Regions from separate parts of the Mus musculus genome. Here regions 1, 3 and 4 are each linked to region 2. Evidence: chromatin contacts called from public HiChIP or PLAC-seq data. All regions are on one chromosome and are shown on one strand. The core of a region is the stretch at or near the end of the contact, and the rest is flanking DNA. Distances in the headings are between cores, read along the strand shown. Region 1 has its middle 55 kb from the start of Gm50597. Region 2 holds the start of Chd7 (chromodomain helicase DNA binding protein 7). Region 3 has its middle 5.9 kb from the start of Gm50597. Region 4 has its middle 22 kb from the start of Gm34428.

Region 1 (2,700 bases), core at 150-2,649, 380 kb after region 2:
GATTTCTTTGAACTCATGTCTTCATCTGTACATCTGTTCGTGACATTAGTAAATTAGTTAAATTATATTAGTAGACTCCATGGTCCATAACAAATCAAATCAGATAGTTCCCTGACACACGTTTCACTTCCTACAGCTTTGGTGACCCACAGTCAACAGCAGTCAGGGAAGATTCTATGGAGATTTTAGGAACACACTGATCCTAAGATGAAATTACACACTGTTCTGAGAAGGAGGGGGTAGCCCATAGTGCACTGCTCCTTTCTGCTCAGGCATGAGTCCACTCTCTCTCTGTACAGCATGTGTACACTCTATGCCTTCTGAGTCCCTTAGTCTCCCAAGTGGGTTGGCATATATCTCCACAGGTGAGTGACATTCTGTCACTGTTAATTTGCATCAGCAGGTCTGTGTATCCATGTGTAACACAACCCAAGACCCCATGCATGTCTGATGATCATATTGAGCCACACTCATTCTCACACACATACACACACATGCAAACATGTATATATGTGCCACACGTGCATGCATGTAAGATGAAGTTACACCAGCCACAGTTGGAGACTAGCTACAAAATTCAGAGGAAGGCTGAATAACGATAAAAGCATGCTATGCTTAAGTTGCCAGCATCAGAACTTTTTTACATTGGGGTCATTTGTAAGAAAAATAAAGGTTACTTAAATTTGAGAATTTCAATATCATTGTAGTCTATCTGAAGGCTGAGATGTCTCATGGGAGACTAAGGGACTCAGAGAGCATAGAGTGTACACATGCTATACAGAGGGTGGACTCAGGCTTGAGCAGAAAGGAGCAGGGCACTGTGGGCTACCCCCTCCTTCTCAGAACAATGTGCCATTCATCTTAGGAGCTGTGTGTTCCTGAAATCTCTATAGAATCTTCCCTGACTGCTGTTGACTGTGGGTCACCAAAGCTGTACGAAGTAAATCATGTGTCAGGGAACTATCTGATTTGATTTGTTGTTATGTACCATGGGTTCTACTAGTCAGTATAATGTGACTAATTACTAATATCAAGAACAGATGTACAGATGAGGGCACGAATTCAAAGAGATCAACTCTTGTATCCAAGGGCTCAAAGCCAGGTAATAGCAGGAGGCAATCTTTGAACCAGTTGATTAGTAAACTCTCAGGTCCACAGACCCTGTTCAAGTCTGCTTCTACAGCCTCCTCTGCCTGGACGTGATGGCAAGGGAATCTCTATGGCTCAGAAAGGCTTGAGAAACTCCCTACCTCTTCAGCTTGAAGCTTCAGCATGCTTCACTTGAGTTTTCAGTCAAAAGCCTGCCCTGGATTTCACGAAACAAAAGGCCACTTTCATGAACTGACTGTTGGCAACTGGAAAACACTCCAATTTCCCACTGAGCCCAGCCTGTCGTCAGGGCTCAATTGTGAACACTCCAGTGCCATCCTCACACCAAAACACTTTCAGTCACAGCAAACAAGGGCACAGAAGAGAGAAGGCTTCTTTTTTTTCTTTCCGTTCCAGATCAGATAACGCTGCCAGATTAGTTCCTCTACTGAGAAGTCACACCACATGTGCCCACATGCCAGGCCTTTGCTAAAAGGCCACCACCTATATTGCTTCCTGCATAGTCACTAATATTCTGTCTCATGCCTTCCCTTCTCCACCTCTCTTTCCGGTTCCTTCCCTTGAAGTAGTACAAATGCTTGCAAAGAAAATATGTCAACAGGTGAAATTTATAGGCGTTTCTGGCCCATTCAGAAATGTGAACCGCAGGCACCCCCAAAGGAAAGATAGCATCCCTTACCCACACAGTACTCTCTAACATGCCTGGTTCGTTCACAGTGGAGCTGGCTAAAGAAACCAGTTATCTTTTTTACAGAATCAAAGTGTGAGGCTCCCATTGGGGAAGGGTACTTTGATGGATGTCTGTTGGGATTATTTAGTTGCAAACACAGGGGGAAAAAAAAAACCCAACCCAAACTGGCTTAGTCACAAAAAGGATTTATTGACTCACAGAAGCTGAGAGGAGTAGGTTAGCTCTGGCACACCACCATTCAGGCTCTGCATATCAGTACCACCTGGTCATTTTTGTGTTGTGTCAAAGCCTTCGATTGTGTTGACTTCAGCATGAAATCTTATGTGCACCAAAAGAGCCTCCGGAGAACCAGGGCATTGTCTTATGTTTAGTCTCAGTTGCCTCTTCTTAGATCATGTAGTAGAGAATGTTCCCGAGTCTCACTGTTGTGGCCTCTGTTCTTTATGGTTTATGAGGATGACTGAGACCTGGGTTACAAGCATTCCCCTGGGGCTAGGTGTGGAGACAGTTTAATGCCACTCCATGACAACTAGGAGGACTCTGACCATGAAAATCTAGAACATGCTAGTAACCTCTCAATTAAAGATGATGGAGACATGTGTGTACCAGGTACTCAGTGGTGAGCCAGTCTAGCAGAAACAGTGAGCTTCCCACTGAGTGAGGCACCAGTGCATAAAGTCACAGCATGCACATAGCACACACACACACACACACACACACACACACACACACACGAAAGAAGAAAGAAAGAAAGGAAGAAAGGAAGAAAGGAAGGAAGGAAGGAAGAAAGAAAGAGAGAAAGAAAAAAAGAAAGCTGAACGAAAGAAAGAAAGAAAGAAAGAAAGAAAGAAAGAAAGAAAGAAAGAAAGAAAGAAAGAAAGAAAGAAAGAAAGAGAAAA
Region 2 (2,700 bases), core at 110-2,609:
GTCACATTTTTTTCCCTGTAGTGTTAATGTTTTCTTCTGATTATCTGTAAACTATTTGATGACTATGTTTCTTTTAGAAATCCAACTTATGGCGAAAGAAAACCAGAATCAATGCACTTAAATAAGCAACAATTGTAAAAAAATTTTTTAAAAAAAAGAGTAAAACTATTTCTATTAGGAGATAGATGTCTAACTGATTAAGCTGCAGTATAAATGAAGCAGTTTTGGCAAGTCATTTGTCCATATAAAACTGTGTGATTCTAAGCTCAGTAGTAGTACAACCATCAGTGGGCCAGATTAGCATGCTTTGCCTTTTCTCTACGATTTTTGAGTTCAATAGCACTTACACAGCTGTCATAGCTGGCTGTATAACCTCCTTCCTTATTTATAAGTGAGTGCAGTCTTTAGCCTAATAAAACCATACTGGAGTTTACAATTGTTGACCGTTTATAAATCTGCTCCGTGTTTCACACACAAAAGATGCTTAGTAAATGTTTAAATATCTATTACACAAGAGGGAAACTAATTTAAAAAATGTCTTCAAGGTTAATATTCATCTTGTACCGGAAAGAGAAATGGGCAAGAAGGTCGGCTATTCAAAGCTGGAAGATGATATTTAGTGCCACATTGGCGAAGGAATGATGAAAACACTCCAGTTCTGACACGTTTAAAAATGGGCACACATCCTATTTCTTTGTTTCATAACCATTGCGCTATCCCTTCGTTTTTTGGCATGCTAACAAATTCAACTAAAATCAATGCTCTCTAGTTAAAACTTTTTGATTTAGTGGCAGATCCCGCTGTCCTATCACCGAGGACGTCAGTTAAAGCCAAGTGGTGAGGCAGGGATGGATCTATTTGAAAGGAAAGGCGTCCATCCTAGGTATTTCGTGTGGGAAAATCATCTCAAGTTGAAGGATAATTACAGAAGAGACACCCAAACACCCCTAGCCTCCTCGGTCCGCACCGGGCTGGCCACCCCTCGCGGTGGCGGGGGGTCACTACGGGCTCCGGGCCTCCGCTTCCTGCCCCAGGGCGGCGCACCGCGGCTCCGGGAAGGTGCTGCGCGGAAACGTGGCACCCTCTGCACCCGCGCGAGAGCGCTGGCAGCAGGCGGCCCGAGAGGCTGCGGCGGCCGCGCACCGGGACCGACACCCGCCCGCTGCGCCGGCGCCCGGCGGGACGGGAAGGGGCGGCCGCCCGCGCCGCGCCGCCCCCTTCTCTCGGCCTCTCCGCGGCCTCCGCCACCCCGGCCGAATTCTTGCATAAATTATGCCAGGCGCGCCTGACGTCAGGTGGCGGCGCGCGGGCGCGGGCGCGCCGCGGAGAGAGCCGGCCGCGGGCGCGCGCGGCCCGGGAGGCTCGTGCGCGCGGCGTGCAGGGCGCGCGCAGGCGCTGGCGTGCTGGGGCCGCGGCGGCGGCGGCGGCGGCGGCGGCAGCGGTGGCGGCGGCGGCGCGGGGGTTGAGCCGTGGTGGTGCGGACGCGCTCGTGCTCGGGAACTATCGGATTAAACTTGAATCGAGTGGAATTACACAAAGGAGCGCCGCGGAGGAGGCGGCCCGGGGACCCGGAGACCCCGCAACTCGCCAGAGCCCCGTCCGCGCGCGGCCAACTCCGCGTCCGTGGATCAGCCCCCGGCCGCGGCCGCCGAGCCAACTCCGGAGCCGCTCTGCGTTTTGTTCCCCACGGCGCGCGGCGGCTGACTAGCCCGAGCGAAGGAGCGAGCCGGTGAGCGCAGACTTCCCCGGCGCCCCCGGGAGGGGCGGCGGCAGGAAACCGTGCCGGGCCGCGGCCGCGCGGAGTTGCGAGAGGGGAGTTGGGCGTGTGCGGGGCGCGGGGAGAGGTGCGCGGGGGCCGCGGTCGGCAGGAGCGTAGCGCCGCCCGCCCGGTCGCCTGCGTTGCTGCCGCCGGGGCCCGAACCCGCGGCCCGAGCGCCGCCCCGCGCCCCAACTTTTGCCTGCGTCCGCGGGGCCGGCGGCGGCGGGGGCGCGCGGGGCGGCCGAGGGTCACTTCCTCGCATGTAAATGGCTTTTTGTTGTGCTGCCGGCGTCGGGGGGGACGGGGACAGGAGGGAGCGTGTCTGCGCTCTGGGGAGCGCGAGCGCGTTTCCTCCCGCCGGCACCGAGCACGAGTTGCCGGCTGCGTTCGAGAGAAAAGGGAAGGAGGAAAAAGTTGGGTTCCAACTCCGGCGCGAGCGGCGGCGGGCGCGCGGGCGCGGGGCGCTGAGCGCGGGGCTCGGGGACGGCGGCGCCCCCCGCCTCGCCCCCGCCCCCCGCTCCGGCCCGACCACGCCGCGCTCGCCGGGAGCGGCGGCCGCACCGGCGCGAACAAAGTGCGTCCCTGCGGGCGCGGCGGCGCTAGCCCGTGCGGGGACGGCCACGGGCGAGGTGGGTCGGCGGCAGGGAAAGTGCGCGGGGCGCCGCGTGGGGCGGGGGCGGGGGTGGCGCGAACACGCGGCGCGGGGGGCGTCCCGAGCCCAGCCGGTGGCGGCGGCGGTCGCAGAGTTCCGAGCCCGCAGCTAGGGGTTCCTGGGGCTCCCCGGCAGCTCCCAAGTGCGCGAGGACGAGAAGAAAGGGAGCCGGGCTGGGGCGAGTGCGGGCGGGCGACCGGGGGACCCCACCTTGCCGAGCTGGCCGGGCCGCCAGCGGCGGCATAATAGCGACTTTAATCCGCGATCCCAACTCGCGTCCCCGCTCCCC
Region 3 (2,700 bases), core at 8-2,507, 430 kb after region 2:
AGCGAAATGAAGCTGACAGGCTGCTAGGTGTCTCTTTCCAACATGGCTAAGCAAAATGAGATGTCCTATGGAAAATAATTAGTACAATGTCTGGTACCTGGTAAGGACAAAAATGATAGTTCTTATCATCTTGACAGTTGGACTTACTATGTGCATCCATGCTTGTGTGTACAGGTATGTGTGCCTCTGTGTATGTGTACATTCATGCATGTGTTGGACTATGTCTCATAAAAATCATCGAAACTTGTGACACTTAAACATATATGCAACCAGTCTGGGAAATAAAGCTCTCACAAAGGCTTCCTGGCGTCCATGGAGGAGTCAGAGTCCGAATGAGCAGGCACTGTGGCCTGTGAGATCAAAGAAGGACGGGAGCATTCAAAGCATGTTTGCTGTCATGTCAAAGCAAACTGCGTGCAGAGGCATCGGATCACAGCAGACACCGTACCCATCCGCTCACGTACATCGATACAGCAGGAAGTATATTCTGTGCTTATGTTGTTTAAGGTAGCGTAGCATGGAACTTCTTGAGCTTTATAGTGAAATAAAAGCACACAAATATATGGAGTGTACTTAGATTGGAAAAGTTGCCTCCTGGAAGAAGGCTGGGGACATGGAGACATGGGAATGCAGCAGCAATAGGAATAGCTGATACAGTGAACGGTAAGGAATTGGAACTAAGATGCTGCCGTGCCCATGGGGAGTGAGCACTTAACCTTTGGCGCAGGTCTCCTCTGGGTTAAATGCTAAAACCTCAGAAGAGAGCAAAGCCAGTCATAGTGGCGTGGTAGTCACCTTTCCACTTGAGAGAGCTTATAGAGGGGAAGGCTCATTTTGAATTCCAGGCTTGGAGGTTTCAGTTTAGGGCCATTTGGCATTTGGTCTCCTTTGGAGTCCCTGACTTCCCAATATGCAGAAGCACAGGTGGGTCCTCTCATGGCTGAGAGACCAACAAGAGAGGGAAAGGGGCTCGAATCCCCAGTGAGCAGAGGTCCACAGCTCCACTCTTACAAGTTCTACCACCTTCCAGTAGTGCCACCGGCTGAGGGACAGGCTCCAGTGACCCTTTCCAGGTTCCAGCATCTGATAGTATCTAGCTCTAGTAGGACTGAATCAAGTTTCAGAGATGACCCAGGTAAAGGGAGATAATTTGAGTTTGTCCTCTTAATCTATGTGTCCTCCTAAGGACGGATCAGAGGAAGGCAGAAAGACTGTGGGAAAGAATACAGGGACTCTGTCATAAGTTCCTGTCACTCAAAACCACTCACATGCCGCACATCATGATGGCCTCATCTACAAAGTACTCATAGCCACAGGTACGGCAGGGGAGTAAGACCTGTACTCATGGCCCTCAGAGTTGTGGTAAAACCAGATTATTTCAAGGTGCTCAGGCTGGGAGTAGAACTTGCCTGATTTTTTCCTGCAGCTTAGGGGCCAGCTTTCCAAATTCATCATTCGGCTCCCTTGTATCCTGAATCCTACTTATGATTTCTTGCGAGTTAAAAACTATTGACCCGACTCACACCTGCAAATCCAACCGTAAGAAGTCTGATTCTTGAGGGCTGTGGCAAGTTTGAGGCCAGCCTGAGCTGCAGAAAGACACCTTAGGTGCGGGTGGGGGTGGGACAGGGGGGTGGGAAGAGGAACAAAGAACAGCAAACCAGGAAATGAAAGGCTACGTGAGAGCTTGATCTTATGACTTCTCAGAAGGCGGTGAACATGATAAGGCTTTCCCACCAGAGGAAGGGGCAGTTCAGAAAGAACGTGATTAGATGGTGTTAGTCATCAAGGGAAGGCTCTTGAGAGAAGCCACAGCCCCTCCCCCACATCTGTTGCCCTTTCTGAAAAAGACTCTGACAGTTCGAAGCACCAAAACGTTACTGTCTTCCCTATTAACGTTTGTGGTTTCTTCTAGTTTTATGAGTGTGTCTGCTTTTTACAAATTAGTAAAAACCAGAGAGATACGTGATGCTTTAAAAAGTTTATAATTCAGACCTTTTTGTCTAGAAAAAGAAAATGTTAATTCCACCAGTGATTTTGTAACTTCCTTAAATCTCTTGTTCCTGATACAGAACAAAAGTCATTGACGTTTTAAGACCAGAAAATTGCAACAAATACATTTTTAATTACGGCAAACTAAAAAAATATGAATAGTGATGCTTTAAATTATTCCTCAACCTCTCATTTCTAATGAACAATATTTCAAAAAAAAATTTTAATTTTTAAAAAAGATTTATTTATTTATTTATTTATTTATTTATTTATTTATTTAATGTATATGAGTACACTGCAGCTGTTTTCAGACACACTAGAAAGGGACATCAGATTCCATTACAGATGGTTGTAAGCCACCATGTGGTTGCTGGGAATTGAACTCAAGACCTCTGGTAGAGTAGTCTTAGCTGCTGAGCCGTCTCTCCAGCCCTACATTTTAGGTTTTTTAAAAAAGAATTTCTATGGTTTTGAAATTACTGGAAATAGTCTCTTATTATTAGTTTAACAAGAATCTTTTTACACTCCTAAATTGGCAAAGTATCTGTCAGGGTGATTTTATCATTCCTTTGTAGAGTATTATGGCTTTTATTGTTTCATTTTTATTAAAAAAATTAATTTGAATATAATTACATTACTTCACTGTATCCCTGTCTTCCATTCAATCCCGCCCATCCCCTCCCACTTCCTCTCACATTGATGGCCTCT
Region 4 (2,700 bases), core at 183-2,682, 300 kb after region 2:
CAATAAAAATAAATATGTATATACCCCCAACAACTATAGCAACAATAAAAAGGATGAAGATGGGGTGTAGACATATACATTCTAATTCCTGGGACCTGTATCATTTGACAAAAAGTCTTTGCACATGTGATCAAGGTGAAGAGGTAATTGTTCTTTGATGGGCCCCAGCCCAGATATCATCAGATAAAGTACCATTATAGACCGGGGACGAAGTACATCAGTAGAACAATTGCCTCATGTGAACAGGCCGTGTTATGTCCTTCACATGCGCACACTGGAGCACAAATACACAGAGAGAGAGAGGGAGAGAGAGAGAGAGAGAGAGAGAGAGACAGACAGACAGAGACACACACACACAGAGAAACACACACACACAGACACAGAAACACACACACACAGACATACACACACATAGAGACACACAGAGACATAGACACACACAGGCATACACACACAAACAGACCTAGACACACACACAGACATTCACACAGACATACACACATACATACACACACAGACACACAGACACATACACACAGAGGCACATATACAGACACACACAGAGACACATAGACAGACAGACAGACACACCATCGTTATAAATGAGAAGCAAAAGAAGGTGAGTGACACAGAGAGAAACTGGGACCCATGAGGAGAAACAGACAGATGTTGGTGTGAAGGGGCCACAAGCACAGGTACATGACTACAAGAAAGAGAGGGCACTGTTTCTTCCAGAGACCCTGGAGGTGTGGTACTTGGCTTTGGCAGAGTGATGTTGATACTGAGCCTCTGGCTTCAGAACTGTGCCGAGATGAGTTTCTGCTGTTCGATTGAGCTGCTTGCCCTAACAGCCACCAATACAATGATTTAAAAACAATCCTGTGCTCTAGCATTTAGCTGTCTGGAAAAGTCAAAGGATCCCTGCTCAGATAAAGTGGTTTTAAATTATAAAATAAAACACAGAGAATTATGCAGCATGCCAAATACATTAAAATGCAGTTACCAGAACGTAAGAACACAGAGAAGCGCCGTTCTGAACACATTAACCGGAATGATGCATTTCAAATACAGGCAAGTTAGAATTATTTTATTTTTGAAAGACATAAGGGTATTGAATGACTGGCTGCTGTGGCTCTGCTTGAATCAACACACCGGCAGTGGGGGGGGGCTTCAGGAGAAAGGGCAGAGACAGAGTATCATCCACTGTGGGATCTGAGCCTCACCACGCTCTGAAATAGTCACGAGGATAGGACATTCCAAGATTTTTACACTGACTCCAGCACAATTGTAAAGTTTTGTAATTCTGGTTACTGAGTCCCGGGGACCTCTCTGTGCTTTATTGTCTACATTGTAATAGGAGAAAACTACTTAGGTCATGAACTTCAGGCAAAGGAATGCCTGCTTGCCAGGGGTCTGCAGAGAGCCAGAGGAGGGCTGGACAGCGAGGGCATCACTGAGGAATGCCTCCTGGACAGATGTGGGCTCTCCCGTGCAGCCACTCTGCAAGGCACCAAGCAATAAGGCAAACCCGGCAAATTGGACAGGGTGTCAGCTTGACTATGAAATATGACGGATTAACAGGGTAGGACGGCGGTGTGACCTGCTCTCAGACACTTCATTTAGAAGCTATCATATTGCTGGATGCTTCCTATAATTTGTGATGATGCTGATTGTGATAAATCGTGAGTTTCTGGCAAACTCCGCCAGCCTGCTCCAGTGGCTGAACAGAGAAAATGTGTAATTCTCTGGGAACATTCATGCCACGAACGACACTGAGGGTCTGGCAGTAACCACAGAGTGCTCAGTCAGTGAACAAAGTAATTAAATCAAGCTAATTAAATCACAATAAAAATAATTTTAATTTAATTAATTTCTCTGCACTGATGGAACATTATGTGGAAACCAAGAGCCTTTCTGAACACTAATAGAATTTAGGAGCTGGGACACCAAAGTTGTGGCCACTGGTGTGGTACATGGGTTAATGTTGAGGGAATGAAATTAAATACACTTAACGAGCTGCTGATATGTTGACTGAACCACAAATGGGAAATGACTTTGGAAGCAAGGTAATGGGGTCTCTTCCTTTCCCAGGTCTTTTTGGTACTAACGGAGCTAGTAAATATCAAATTTGTTAAAATTTGTGAATAGTTAGAAATTCAGAGTAGATGGACATCCTCACAGCAGTATATGGCAATACTGTGCTAAAGGACCCCCATTCACACTGGCAGCACTGTCCTCAGTCCCCAGACCCTTAACACAGAGATCCTGTGTGGTCCCCAGGCAAGGTTAACTAAGTGCTGATATGTTTTTGATAGCATCTTGGAAGAGTTAAGTGAGCCATACCAAAGGACTTCTTGCCTGAAACAGGCATTCACCAAAAGCAAGTTACTAGTGCTCCTAGAAGCCACACACTGTATCTCCTCCCATTCCCCTAACCCTTTGCTCTCAGGGCAGAGCTGAAAGTGTACAAAAGCTGGAACTCAAATAATTATTAAATTAAACCATTCAGCTCTCCTAAGGAATTCCTCCCCTCGGGACTTAAGCATTAGATGAATGCTCTTCCTCTGGCATTTAGACATTGTTCAGCTCACAGGGGGATGTGCCACCAGATGACCCCTCAAGGTCATGGCCCAGAGACTAATTTTGTCATATAAGTGACACTGGCATTCTAAGAGTGATTTAGCAGCCGCAGGCATAATT

What was found. HiChIP or PLAC-seq counts read pairs in DNA pulled down with a chosen protein or histone mark.
Region 1: a contact with region 2 is called in an H3K4me3 HiChIP or PLAC-seq map of stem cell-derived neural progenitor cells, with 29 read pairs. The contact joins the enhancer-like site here to the promoter of Chd7 in region 2. A contact is called at or near these places in 13 of 39 promoter capture datasets (3T3-L1-derived adipocytes, the C10 cell line, the HPC-7 cell line and 9 more), 1 of 15 datasets of contacts at CTCF or cohesin (large pre-B cells), 2 of 484 Hi-C or Micro-C datasets (bone marrow-derived macrophages and cranial neural crest), 23 of 115 datasets of contacts at active chromatin or transcription factors (the 230-238 cell line, T-cell acute lymphoblastic leukemia, bone marrow-derived macrophages and 16 more) and 3 of 9 other capture datasets (adipose tissue, embryonic stem cells and liver).
Region 3: an H3K27ac HiChIP or PLAC-seq map of acute myeloid leukemia shows a contact between it and region 2, with 6 times the contacts expected there. The contact joins the enhancer-like site here to the promoter of Chd7 in region 2. A contact is called at or near these places in 19 of 39 promoter capture datasets (the 3T3-L1 cell line, the C10 cell line, the HPC-7 cell line and 11 more), 12 of 484 Hi-C or Micro-C datasets (ECoMG myeloid progenitors, bone marrow-derived dendritic cells, bone marrow-derived macrophages and 8 more), 26 of 115 datasets of contacts at active chromatin or transcription factors (the 230-238 cell line, the HPC-7 cell line, T-cell acute lymphoblastic leukemia and 19 more) and 2 of 9 other capture datasets (embryonic stem cells and liver).
Region 4: an H3K4me3 HiChIP or PLAC-seq map of neural tube shows a contact between it and region 2, with 5 times the contacts expected there. The contact joins the enhancer-like site here to the promoter of Chd7 in region 2. A contact is called at or near these places in 5 of 39 promoter capture datasets (the C10 cell line, the SN4741 cell line, cranial neural crest and 2 more), 1 of 484 Hi-C or Micro-C datasets (bone marrow-derived macrophages), 13 of 115 datasets of contacts at active chromatin or transcription factors (a beta-TC-6 cell line, bone marrow-derived macrophages, craniofacial prominence and 10 more) and 2 of 9 other capture datasets (embryonic stem cells and liver).

What each region holds. Positions count from the first base shown.
Region 1 is chr4:9,065,047-9,067,746 of GRCm38.p6, forward strand. No RefSeq gene overlaps it. Among named protein-coding and RNA genes, the nearest start is that of Gm50597, 55 kb to the right of the region's middle. Within about 2 kb of position 1,400, at least 56 of the 459 cell types and tissues checked have an H3K27ac peak or open chromatin away from gene starts, as enhancers often do. A contact at or near this core is called in effector CD8 T cells, regulatory T cells and stem cell-derived neural progenitor cells, where this site is marked.
Region 2 is chr4:8,689,047-8,691,746 of GRCm38.p6, forward strand. It overlaps Chd7 (chromodomain helicase DNA binding protein 7), which reads left to right and starts at 1,360. Exons shown (of 38, transcript NM_001277149.1): 1 at 1,360-1,729.
Region 3 is chr4:9,114,319-9,117,018 of GRCm38.p6, forward strand. No RefSeq gene overlaps it. Among named protein-coding and RNA genes, the nearest start is that of Gm50597, 5.9 kb to the right of the region's middle. Within about 2 kb of position 1,258, at least 65 of the 459 cell types and tissues checked have an H3K27ac peak or open chromatin away from gene starts, as enhancers often do. A contact at or near this core is called in the HPC-7 cell line, T-cell acute lymphoblastic leukemia, acute myeloid leukemia and 8 more, where this site is marked.
Region 4 is chr4:8,985,174-8,987,873 of GRCm38.p6, forward strand. No RefSeq gene overlaps it. Among named protein-coding and RNA genes, the nearest start is that of Gm34428, 22 kb to the right of the region's middle. Within about 2 kb of position 1,433, at least 9 of the 459 cell types and tissues checked have an H3K27ac peak or open chromatin away from gene starts, as enhancers often do. A contact at or near this core is called in neural tube, where this site is marked.